Regions from separate parts of the Sus scrofa genome. Here regions 2 and 3 are each linked to region 1. Evidence: chromatin contacts called from public HiChIP or PLAC-seq and promoter capture Hi-C data. All regions are on one chromosome and are shown on one strand. Each heading gives the region's core, a stretch centred on a gene start, on an enhancer-like site or on the middle of the called end of the contact. The rest is flanking DNA. Distances are from core to core; before and after follow the strand shown.

Evidence for each region. Promoter capture Hi-C pulls out the DNA fragments that hold promoters and counts their contacts. HiChIP or PLAC-seq counts read pairs in DNA pulled down with a chosen protein or histone mark.
Region 2: a promoter capture Hi-C map of liver shows a contact between it and region 1, with 4 times the contacts expected there. The contact joins the promoter of DERL1 here to the enhancer-like site in region 1. A contact is called at or near these places in 1 of 5 promoter capture datasets (liver), 6 of 47 Hi-C or Micro-C datasets (alveolar macrophages, liver, omental adipose tissue and 3 more) and 2 of 2 datasets of contacts at active chromatin or transcription factors (alveolar macrophages and skeletal muscle).
Region 3: an H3K27ac HiChIP or PLAC-seq map of alveolar macrophages shows a contact between it and region 1. The contact joins two enhancer-like sites. A contact is called at or near these places in 17 of 47 Hi-C or Micro-C datasets (alveolar macrophages, blood, embryonic fibroblasts and 10 more) and 2 of 2 datasets of contacts at active chromatin or transcription factors (alveolar macrophages and skeletal muscle).

Annotation. Positions count from the first base shown.
Region 1 is chr4:16,594,803-16,598,780 of Sscrofa11.1, forward strand. No RefSeq gene overlaps it. Among named protein-coding and RNA genes, the nearest start is that of ZHX2, 43 kb to the left of the region's middle. Within about 2 kb of position 1,854, at least 25 of the 83 cell types and tissues checked have an H3K27ac peak or open chromatin away from gene starts, as enhancers often do. A contact at or near this core is called in alveolar macrophages, liver, omental adipose tissue and 2 more, where this site is marked.
Region 2 is chr4:16,308,111-16,312,088 of Sscrofa11.1, forward strand. It overlaps DERL1 (derlin 1), which reads left to right and starts at 2,297. Exons shown (of 8, transcript NM_001244479.1): 1 at 2,297-2,591. The coding sequence starts at 2,439.
Region 3 is chr4:16,333,537-16,337,514 of Sscrofa11.1, forward strand. It overlaps DERL1 (derlin 1), which reads left to right. Exons shown (of 8, transcript NM_001244479.1): 7 at 1,724-1,834. Among named protein-coding and RNA genes, the nearest start is that of DERL1, 25 kb to the left of the region's middle. Within about 2 kb of position 1,950, at least 2 of the 83 cell types and tissues checked have an H3K27ac peak or open chromatin away from gene starts, as enhancers often do. A contact at or near this core is called in alveolar macrophages and retroperitoneal adipose tissue, where this site is marked.

The DNA of each region.
Region 1 (3,978 bases), core at 604-3,103:
ATGAATCCCCCTTACTCTATACACACACATGCACACACACTGCTTAAGGCTTTTGGTTTGCAATGTTGATTCATCTTACAGAAAGAGTCTTTCTCTTTTCATCTCCACTTGTTTCTGGCCTTGACCCTGCTGTAGAGTTGCCGCTGAGAAGACTTGTGCCAGCTGCTGAGGGGTTTAGGCGTGACCACCTTTCAGAGCTCTCTGAGGCCGGGGAGAGAAGCGGAGAAGGTTTGTGTTGAGGGGTGTGTGTGTGTGTGTGCGTGTCTCTGCTATGTGGCGTGTGTGGGGAGCAATGCTTAGTCTCAATTCTCATTTGGTTTCTCATTCCAGGCCAATGAATATTCCTGGATTCCTGGCCGGGCACCTCTGAAAAGAGAATGTTTTGACCTTCTCAGTGAGGGAGGTGTGTGGACAGAGCCCCCTGGGTGTAACTAGTCATCCCCTGACAGAGCCCCCTGGGTGTAACTAGTCATCATACTTAGTCTGTTTACTGATCCAACAAGCAATTTATCCATCAGCTGTAATTAAATCATCTTCAAGCCGAGAGTCTCGTAAGTCCCAGATACACTTCCAAACAAAGCACTGGTGGGGACCGTCCCTAAAAGGAAGCCTGATGAATCCTCAGGGCAAGCCTCTGAAGTGGTTGTGGTTACTCCCATCTCACAGATGAAGAAACTGAGGCTCCAGAGGGAATCCATACATCATCCGAGGTCCCCATTGTGAATGGCACAGCCAGAACTTGAATCCAGGTCTGCTGGCCTGGCTCTTCCTTGTACAACACACTCCAGCCTGGGCTGCCTTTTCCCCGAATGTGTTGCAAAGGAATTTCAGACCCTCTGCTGTTGCCTGCTAAGGTTGTGATGCCAAGTTATCTAAGCATAGGCTTTTTTGGTCGCCTGGACGTCATCCCCCATCTTTCTTGCCTCCTTCAGTAGATCACGCACACTGGGAGGCAACTTCAGCTCCTTCCTATTCTGCTCGGTGCTGGGAGCCTGCTGTAGGGACTCCCCAGATTCCTAGTGGAGGAAAGAATGAAACTGTCAGGACAGAAGGAGAAATCTCTTTCTCTATTCCCAGCCTCCTTCCCTGGAATCCCAAACCCACTTTTGCCACTGGTCATTACTGGATAATAGCAGAGGTGTGTGTATCAGCCTAGAAATTCTTTTAGTAGAAGTTTTAAAATTTCAACATCAAAGGTTGGAAATACTTGGTAGTCTTTGATGTGCATGAGGCAAGTCAGCTAGACTTTTGGGAAGGGGGTGTGAGACACACACACACACACACACACACACACACACACACACACACACCCCTGTCTTTACCAAATATAAAATATTCTCTTTGCTTCCTGCACCCTCAAATATTGGTCAGTTTTAATTCCTGGGAGACTCTCTATGACTGTTCTAGGTGGGTGGAGAATGTTTCTTCAGATCTTTTGCTTTACATTGCTCAGTGATACCCTTCAAATAGGATTCTGGCTTCCCTGGTTTGCCAATAGTGTTACAAAAAGGCCCAGGAGAGCTTCTGCAGTGAGGTGCTGCAGGAGAAAATACACTGGCTCTGAAGAGGAGGACCAGGACTTGTCCAAGGTCATGCACCCAAATCCGTGGTCCTGAATATGCCTTCCCCTGTTTCCATGAAAGTTACACGTGGGAGCGCTCAAAATCTACTCAACTGACAACCTGGTGTGTGTCCCTGGCATTGTTTGTGCAACCAACTGCTTGTGAATCTGAGAGGCGAGGGCGTCAGAAGGGCGAGCGTCTGGGATATTTTAATATTCAGTATTTCCAGACTCAGCAGGCAGCAGGCTAAATCTGTCCACTGATGGGCAGGCATGAATTATGAAACCACTCACGTAGGTTGAGAGGTTGCCCGGAGCTGGGGAAGCGTCGCCACCAGTGTCTCTGCAAGCTGGTTGGGGGAGGGGTCTCTCCCCAGTTGGGAGGGATCGTGGAGTGTGGACCCGTGATCGATCACAGTGTGGGTGTGGCTCACACACCACAGGACCCATTTGGGCTTCCCGAATCCTAGGCCCTCAGACAGGGTGGGTGGTGGGATCAAAAAACAGAAGAGAAACCACAGGGCGGTCCTGCTTTCTGCGTGGCAGGAGGGTGAGGCTGCCCCCTGGTGGCGAAGGTCCGCAGGGGGCGCTGACCTTCAAGGAGTCCAGGAAGGAAATGTGACCTCCTTCCTGACCTGGGTTCTGATGCCTCCTCCACCTACTATGGGGGCTGTGCTGGTTGTGGGGGTCCGCCAGTGTGAGGCTGAGGGCTGGGAACTGAGGTCTAATCATCAAGGGGAGGAAAACTGAAGCTTAGGGGTTAGGATAGGTGATGATGGTGGTGGATTGTAAGCGAATCCTCAGAGATAATATTGAACAAAACACATCAGTAATAGCCATTTATTGATGCTCTGTGCCGGCAGCGGTGCTAAGCACATTACACACATGTTCTCAATTCTTCACAACAATCCTGTTCATTAGATATCATTATTCCTGCATTTACAGATGAGAGGCAAAGTGAAAACTCCAGTATCATCACCAGGTATGTAGTTAACAATTATGAAATAATGCAGCACAGTGTTTTAGGAGTAGTATCTCATGTAGTCTTCACACTTATTTTAGGAAATCGGCTTTTATTATTCCTATTTTTATTATTTCCATCATATCATTGAGGAATCTGAAGCTTAGAGAGGGTATGTGCCAGTTATTTTTTTTTTTCAGTGTGGCAAATCACTCCTCGATTTAGTGGCTTGAGCCAACAATTACTTAGTTTTGTTTGGTTTTTAGGTCTAAGTACTTCCTTTATTTTTACTTTTAAATTATAATATCCCTCCTATTACTATGAATTTGAAGATAGTTGATTGAACTACACATTAATAGACAAAGTAAGAATTCCAAATTTGTCTTTATCGTTTGATCAAAAAATTCTTTGCATGAATGGCTGGCAAAACTCTGCACAAATACTATCAATCCTCCACACAGACATGTGGATATTAATACTCGGATGTCGTGAGGGATCCCTTACTTTGCTTTTAAATGTGCTGAGTTGGCAATTTGGGCTGGGTTCTGCTGGGTGGTTCTTCTGGTCTCAGCGGGTCCCGGGAGAGCATCCTGCATCTGTGGTCACATGCTGGTCAGCTTGGGGGCTCTGTTTTGAGGGATTGGTTGGTTGTGGGCTGGGATGATGATGGAGACTGGTCCATGTGTGTCTCAGCATCCAGCAGGCTGGTCTGAGCTTGTGCCTGGGAGGGGTCTGAGAGAGAGAGAGAGGAGAAATATCCAAACTCTCTTGAGACCCAGGCTCAAAACTGGTACAATGTCACTTGTACTAAAACTCCATTGGCCAAAGCAGGTCCATCTCTAGCCCAGAATCAAGGGACAGGGTGTATAGACTCCTGATGGGGGGCGGGGTGCAGTGAAATCAGAGCAAATGGTGAGTGTCGATAGAGAGAGGGGGAGGGGTGGGGACCGGGCCATTTTAGTGCTATATCACTGGGTCCGTATGGGGAACGGGTTCAGGTGGAGTGGGACCCAGGTGGGAAGAACAAAATGTTCAAAGGCTCCCAAAGACTCTTGGGCAGGAAAGAGCCTATGTTTTTGAAAAGTAGGCTGGTATACCTGTAGGAGGAGGAAGTTGGAGTGGTTAGGGATGGGGGGAAGGGGCTGTTCTGAGCCCTTCATCTAGGTTAACACAATCCTCACAATTCATGGGTAAGCGCTGTGTGTTCCTCCCATTTCTGGATGGGGCCACTGAGGCATGGACAATGTGCTGAGTCACACAGCCAGAAGCAGCAGCTTCAGGATTCCAACCCAGGTCCTGCTATAAAGCCCACGCCCTGGACTGCTTGCCACACGGCTGCCACCCCAACAGGTGGAAGAAAGAACCTGGGGAAGATGGGTTTCGGTGCAGAGGGTGAGGGCTGAATGCAGAAACCACTTTCCTTGGGGGCCTGGAGACAATAACGGACAATGTCACT
Region 2 (3,978 bases), core at 1,047-3,546, 290 kb before region 1:
ATCTGGTAGTTTCTCTGGTAAGTGATGAGTCAACTTGACATAAATTCCCCCTAACTGGTAACACCCCCCTCCTCCAGGTAGCAAAGACTGCTGCCATATCCTGCCTGCTGTCTGCCACACATGGTGGGGTGTCACTCCAGGACCTTGGGTCAGACATGTGCGATCCCCCACCCATTAAACCATTGCTGTCGCTGGGCTTTCTTCAGCCTTGGAGCTGGGCAAGAACAGGGCTTGCAGACCTGCAGGGTGCAGCCCAACAGTCCTACTTCTGAAAAAAACAGGAAAAGTCCTACTCCATACCCTTCGATAATTTCTTTTAAAAACAAGATGGAGGTACAATCACTATGGAAAACAATGCGGAGGTTCTTCAGAAAACTAAAAATAGATTCCTGTATGATCCAGCAATCCCATTCCTGGGCATATGTCTTGACAAAACTATAATTCAAAAAGATATATGCATCCCTATGTTCATTGCAGCACTACTGGCAGTAGCTAAGACATGGAAGCATCCTAAATGGCCATCAACAGATGAATGGATTAAGAAGATCTGGTACATATACACAATGGAATACTACTCAGCCATAAAAAAGAATGGAATAATGCCATTTGCAGCAATGTGGATGGACCTAGAGGTTATCATACTAAATGAAGTAAGTCAGAAAGAGAAAGGCAAATACCATACAATATCACTTATATGTAGGATCTAATATAGGGCACAAGTGAACCTATCTACAAAACAGCAACAGACTCACAGACATAGAGAAGAGACTTGCAGTTGCCAAGAAGGAGAAGGGAGGGGGTGGGAAGATCTAGGAGTTTGGGGTTAGTAGATGCAAACTATTACATTTAGAATGGATAAGCAATGAGGTCCTACTGTATAGCACAGGGAAATATAGGCAATCTCTTGGGATAGATCATAATGGAAAATAATATATTAAAAAAGAAGGTAAAAACAAGGTGGATTTTCATCTATCTGTAACTTAAGTCCTACCCAATAAACCAGATTAATAGTCATGATCATTTCTGCTTTCAGTTCCTCCAAAATTCCAAGCCAGTTGGAATTGCTGACTGAAGAAAAACACACAATCTAAGTCGCAAGTTAAGTTTTATTCAAGGAATTTACTGAGGACTATAGCCCCAGACCCAGCCTCTCGGGTAGCTCAGAGGACCTGCTCTGAAGAGGTAAGGGAGGAGTCAGAATATATAGGATTTTTGGCTGAATACAAACAAACCATGTAGTCACGTGTCAAAATATTACAGCTAATCACAAAAATCAGACATCTAAATGATTTTAGCGCTTTTTTGTGTAAGGGAAGATGCAAGATTCTGGCTCATTGAAATTATTACTTAGATATGCATCTTAACTGGGCCAGTATCCTCTTTTTCTCCTTCCTGAATCCCTCTAGGGTGCACCATCCGGGTGGCTGCAGTGGCTGATGACTTGACGGCAGGCAACATTCACTTTACTGGAATGGTGGCTGCAGTGGCTGATGACTTGACGGCAGGCAACATTCACTTTACTGGAATGGAAGGCAGCATTCTTTGTTTACTGAAATGGCCGTCAACATTTTTTTTTTTTTTTTTTTTTTTTTTTTGGTGCACAGAGCGGCTGTTTCCTCTGAATGGAAAACTCCCCATATCTTTGCAGGGGGCTGGGGTGTGCGTGCTCAAAGGTCACTTTCTCCGAGTTCTCTCTGACCAATCCCATCTAAAGCAGATTTCTCTCCCCACACTTCCCCACTCCCACGCAGTCACTCTATCCCCATCTTCCTAATTTATTTGCCTTTTTCTCCTTATCTCTTTAAATTGTTCAATTATTTGTTCATTCACTGTTATTTTTGTTAGTATGTAAGCTCCAGGAGAGAAGGTACCACAACGACTCTGCTAGTTGCAGCACCTCTGGTGTCTAGAACCCTATGTCGCACTTGGTAAGCTCTCAATAAACATTTGCGTAACGAATGAACAAAGAGGAACTACATTGTACTTTGCCTCCTCCTTTCCCTTTGACTACCCTACAAAATGTACCCACCTGGATTATAAATCAGGCAGGAACCCGGTAGAAGGCATTCAGCCTCGCCATTGGCTGGAGTATTTGTCGTTGCTCCCGGCAACCACTGTTTTCCACCAGTCGTGTTGTCGCCCCGCCTGGCCCCGCCCCCAAGCTCCGAACTTCCTTCCAGTGGTAAAAACCTGCTAGCTCTTTAAGCGGCGGGACTTCTGGTTAACGTCGTCTGCGGCCTCCGGAAGGGGAAGTTCGCCGCCGAACGCTCCCTCGCTCGTCCGAATTCGGTGGCGCCACGTCCGCGGGTCTCCGCCTTCTGCACCGGGGCTGGGGCGGCTCCGCCTCGACACCTTCCACTCACCCAGGAGGCCGCGTCGGAGGGGGCCGGGACCGGGAGTCGGACGGCTGTGCACATCCCGGCCACGACGAGGCGAAGATGTCGGACATCGGGGACTGGTTCAGGAGTATCCCGGCTATCACGCGCTATTGGTTCGCCGCCACCGTTGCAGTGCCCTTAGTCGGCAAACTCGGTCTCATCAGCCCGGCCTATTTCTTCCTCTGGCCTGAAGCCTTCCTTTATCGCTTCCAGGTATTGACCGGCGATGGGGGAAGTGGAAACTACAGGCCCCAGGTGGCCCCGCAGCGGCGGAGCGTAGACCCGCCGGTTGCGGACGCGCGGTGTCTGGTGGGATTTGTAGTGCGGCGGCTCCAGGGGTTTAGGGCGGGGTCCTGTGGCCCAGGGATAAGGTGGAGGCAAAGGAGTCTGAGCCTGGGCCTGGATAGCTGGAGGCGTGGAGAGTCCTCGGTTTGGCCCAATGGAAGGGGACCGATTTCGCCATGCTGTTAAGTCTGTGCTCCCCGCCCTCTGTACCCAGAGAAGGCGGCAGTGGGGAAGGTAAGTCTAATACTTGTCAGTCTGTCGGAGGCCAGTGATTAGCAGCCTGGGGCCACCTGGAGTATGGCCCTCTGAGCTCCCTCTGCCACCCACGTGGATGGCATGTGGACCACGGCTTGCCCAACAGCCAGCTGAGTCTTTTGTATGTTGATGGCGTTTCTTCCCTGGCAGGAGTGATTTGAAGACAGAGGTGCGAAGAGTGAGTTTGTTTATTTGTGTGTCTCCTTGGCTCTGGCAGGTAGTAGTTGAATTTATAAAGGACTGAGTAAAGAGTAAATTGCTCCAGAAATGGAAGGCCCTGTTTGTTTTTGTCTTGGTTTTTTCTTAAGCATGAAGGAAACAGCCCAGAGTAACATTCCTGACAAGAGAATATTAGTTTTCTGGAGGTTATCTTTATTCACTGGATTCTGTGATTTAAATCTTTCATCAGACCTGACCTGGAGGCAGGTCAGATACCAAGATCAGAAATTAATTTCAACACATCCTTTGGACTTTGTTTAACACTCTTTTGTCTTTGCAGTCGTCACTGGCCATTTCTTAGTCTCCCTTGCTGGTTCCTTACCTTCCTGACCTTTAAATGTTGTGATGTGCCCCAGGACTCTTCAGAGTCTCCCTAGCTGTAGGTGATCTCATTTAGCTTAATGGCTTTAAATAATTTCTATAAACTGAAGATTCTCAAATACAAATACACCTCTTTGTCCAGAGCTGTCTCACTTCCAAACTTGTACATCCAGCTGTAGACTTGAAATTACCACTGAGATGACTAATAGACAAATCAAACTTCATGAGTGTAAAACAATGCCCTTTTCGCTGAAGTAAATAGCAACTTCAGCATTGCAGGAGCTTAAGCTAATAGTCATGGAGTCATCCTTGACGTCTCAAACATCCCACAGTCTCTTAGCAGATTTACTTCAAGTAAATATTCAGAATACAGTCCTTTTTTGTTCTCCAATGCAAGCCATTGTCATACCAGCCCTGTTCCTTTCAGTCTTTTCTCTACAGAGCTAGAGTGATCCTCTTAGAACATAAATCATGTTCTGTCAGTCCTCTGCCCAGAGGCTCTTTTTTTTTTGGCTGCACC
Region 3 (3,978 bases), core at 700-3,199, 260 kb before region 1:
GCTGGATCCTTACTGTCTGTGCCACACAGCAGCTTCCTAGCACTGAATTTTTCTTTTCTGTCTTTTTTTTTTGTTTTGGTTAGTTTGTTGTTAGAGTATATATGCTTCCATATATGTGCTTTTGAATAAATATTTCTGGATTCACTGTCCAGATAGAGCAAACATAGAGACCTAATTTCTATCCAGGCTGAGCCCTTTGTGCATAAAATTACTGTTTTTTATTCCTTTTTGTTGTTGTTGCGCCCGTGGCCTGTGGAAATTTCCAGGCCAGGGATTGAACTCAAGCCAAAATGGTTAAAGCTGGGCCCTTAACCGCTAGGCCACCAGGGAACTCCCTGTTTTTTTATTCTTAAGGCATATTCCAGAATGCCTATGGAAACTCCTCAGATCAGGTGGGGAGTAGTTTTGTCAGCGGTTTGATAGTACAGAAGTTTTGATGAAACAGGGTCAGATTTCTTATCTGGAATTAGACCTGAGACTTAAGAAAACCTTGAATGCATCCAGTCAAAATTTTAGGAGGATTTCAAGATGCAGCTATTCTAAGAACTCCTCTTTCTGACATTACACGATGTTTTTTTATGTTTTTAAAATAGATTTTCATAGTGCTAGTCCTTTTAAGATTCTGTTTAAAAATTGAAGTGTAGTTGATTGACAGTGTTGTGTTAGTTTCTGTTATACAGCAAAGTGATTCAGTTATGCATACATACATATATATACATGTACATACATTTTTTGGTATTCTTTTCCATTATGGCTTATCACAAGATACTGAATACAGTCCCTTGTGCTCTCCGGTGGGATCTTGTTGATGTATTTTTTATAGAGTCGTTTGTATCTGCTAATCCCAAACTCCTCATTTATGCTTCTCCCTCCCATCTCCCCCCGCTTTGGTAGCCATACGTTTATTTGCTGTGTCTGTGAGTCTGTTTCGGTTTTATGATAGTACTAGTGCTTAATACACCTGACGTCTTTGCTCCGTGTGGTCCTGACTTGAACTGCATCCATAGGAGGGAGGGAATGAGTCGAGTACACAGACTCTGTTTAGAGCAGAGCAAGCTCGGTAGAACTGCCCTGCGGCCAGAAGAGCAGTCAGGTCTGGGAGGAGGTGTAGACACTGATTTCCTACAACAGGAGTCCCCTAGAGGTGAAGACGGGAGGCTATGTAGGAGTGGATCTGTGAATCCAGGATTACAAGGTGAAGGTCAGCTTTCCAAGGTGATCGCTATGATGTCTCACAGTCAGGGACACAAGGGCAAAGGCAAATGAGCCCTGGGTCCGTGTCTGGAAGAGGGGAGTGGACATGGACGCTCCCTCCTTTCCGTCCCTGCGTCTCTCTTGCCCGCCCTCACATCTGCCATTTTGCAAATGCGGTGTTCACATCTGGTAGCATTCAGAAGCTTGCTTTGCAGCTCCCCCAACCTTGGAGGCCGGAAGTAGCAAAAACCGTATTTTGAGGATGGGCTGGGGCTTGAAAGAGATGTCAGAGGAGCAGCTGGCCTTGAAGAGCACAGGCCGCGCTGGTCCAGCAGGATGGACGTCCCGTCTCATTCAGGATGCGTTCGCCACTCAGACGATGACAGGGCTCACTGTCGAGCTGTCACCGACTCCCAGGGCCCAGAAATGGGCGGTCTCGAAGGATCTGAGCCCTGTGCTCTTAGTTAAAACTTGGGGCCTCTCACTTTACTACTCGACCGTCTTTAAACTCTTGGCTTTCTGTCCGCAGGGTCATCAACGAGCTTATCGGAAATCTCGTTGGACACCTTTATTTCTTCCTCATGTTCAGATACCCAATGGACTTGGGAGGAAGAAACTTTCTGTCCACGCCTCAGTTTTTGTAAGTGTTTCTTCCTCTTTTTCAGCAATCGTTTTAACCGCCCAAGTTCTTCTGCGCCCTGATAAAAACTCCCTGAGGGGTAGGATTTCCCTCTTTGTCTGATGGAAGAATACAAGCCAACAAGGGCGTTGCCCGGGTCACACAGGCACAGGAAGCCAGGGCTCAAGGCCTCGGCCTGGCCTCCTGGAGCCCTGGTAGCCAGGGGCCACTGAGCCCAGATTCTGGCATCTCAGGGAGCTGAGGGCCCTGCTGAGCAGGCAGGCACCTGTGTGCACAGCAAGGGACCAGGGTGACAGGGTGACCACGGTTTTAGCCAAGATTTTGGCTGAGGAAGGGGTAAGAGGGTAAGTGGGCTCATTGTTAGCAGCCTAAAACAATTTGTGTATTCAGTAGTAGAGATTAGAATGCTTTTTTTTTTTTTTTTTTTGCTTTTTAGGGCCATACCTGCGGCATGTTGAAGTTCCCAGGCTAGGGGTTGAATCGGAGCTACAGCTGCCGGCCTATACCACAGCCACAGCAATGCTGGATCTGAGCTGAAACTGTGACCTATACCACAGCAAATGCTGGATCCTTAACTCACGGAGCAAGGCCAGGGCTTGAACCTGCGTCCTCATGGATACTGGTCAGCTTTGTTACTGCTGAGCCACAGCAGGAATTCCCTAGGCTAGAATCCTGAAAGGACTTTTCAGAGTTACACACAGAGACCCGAGGCATGTATAGTCCTGCCCCGGAGGCTGTTCTTGTACCCTGTCTCCCCGCAGGATGTGCAAAGGTCAGGATGCCGAGGGCCCAGCTTTGGTTTGGGGGCAGACCTGGCCTGGAGTCCTGTTCCCCTCCTGTACCAACTTTGATACTGGGGAAGTGACGGAGTAAATGCTCCAGGTCCGTGAGTCGGGGGGAGGCCCTGCAGGAGGTGAGACGTGCAGGAGGTGAGACCTGCACCGCAGTGGGCATTCTGCAAATGCAGGCTCTCAGCCTCGCTCCTGAAGTTGGGGCTGGGAGGACGGGCTTCCCACGAGCTCAAAGAGATGCTGACACGCTTAAGCCTGTAAGCGGTGTGACCCCTCTGTCAGTGAAGCGAAAGGCTGCTGAGGAAGGGACCAGTGACATTGCCATCTGGGTGTCACCGCCGGCCTCACAATCACGCCTCATCTCCACTCGTGCATATGCGATAATAGCTTGCATTTAAAAGCTTAAAAAAAAAAAAAAAAAAAGCGAAAAACCATTTTCATGTCCTGCTCATATTAATGTTTTGCAGTTTGTCATTCTTCCAAGGGGCCAATGAGGGCAGTACAACTTGAGTAGGCACCCCTCCACCCCTCTTTCCTAGGTTAGAGGAAGGTTTTTGAAAGACTTCTTGAGATAAAATATACAAACAGGGAAGTACACTGTTGTTGTACGTGTGTGTGAGATACTGTTGGTGTGTGTGCGCGTGCCTGCGTGCCTGCGTGTGTGTGTGTGTGTGTGTGTGTGTATGTATGTATTGGAAGGTTTGTTTTTTTAAATGGCCACACCTGCAGCATATGGAAGTTCCCTGGCCAGGGATTGAATCCGAGCTGCAGATATCAATACTGGATCCTTTAACCCACTGCCCGGAGCCAGGGATCAAACCTGCACCTCTTCTGTGACCCGAGCCACTGCAGTCAGATTCTTGACCCCACTGCGCCACAGCAGGAACTGCTGGTTTTATTTTTTTCATTAAAAACGTAAAAAGAGATTCATTTCCCTTCCAAGCCTTGAGTCGCCTTCCCAAACCCAGATGACCGATCTGCTTTGTAATTGTCAAAGCACACGATCACAGCAGGTTTGGATTTTTCATCTTGGTTTATCAGGTGGGATGGCAGATGCATCAATTAAAAAAAACAAACACTTGTTGCTTTGTGGGGACAGCCGAGGGTGATTTTACTTTAAAAGGCCGTCGTCTTCATGGCTTGGAGAGATTTCTCGGTTGTGGACAAGAACGTCTATGGGAGTCTAGTGGCAAAATCAACAGCACGCTGGCGTCCGTCTTCCCCTTGAGCTTTCCCCGTTGGTAGAAGCCCTTCTGTTAAATTTTGCATAAAGATCAGATGACAAAATGTAGCTCCTTGCACAGGCAGTAACTGCTTTGAAATTACCATAAATCTTTGTTGATTATGTATAAT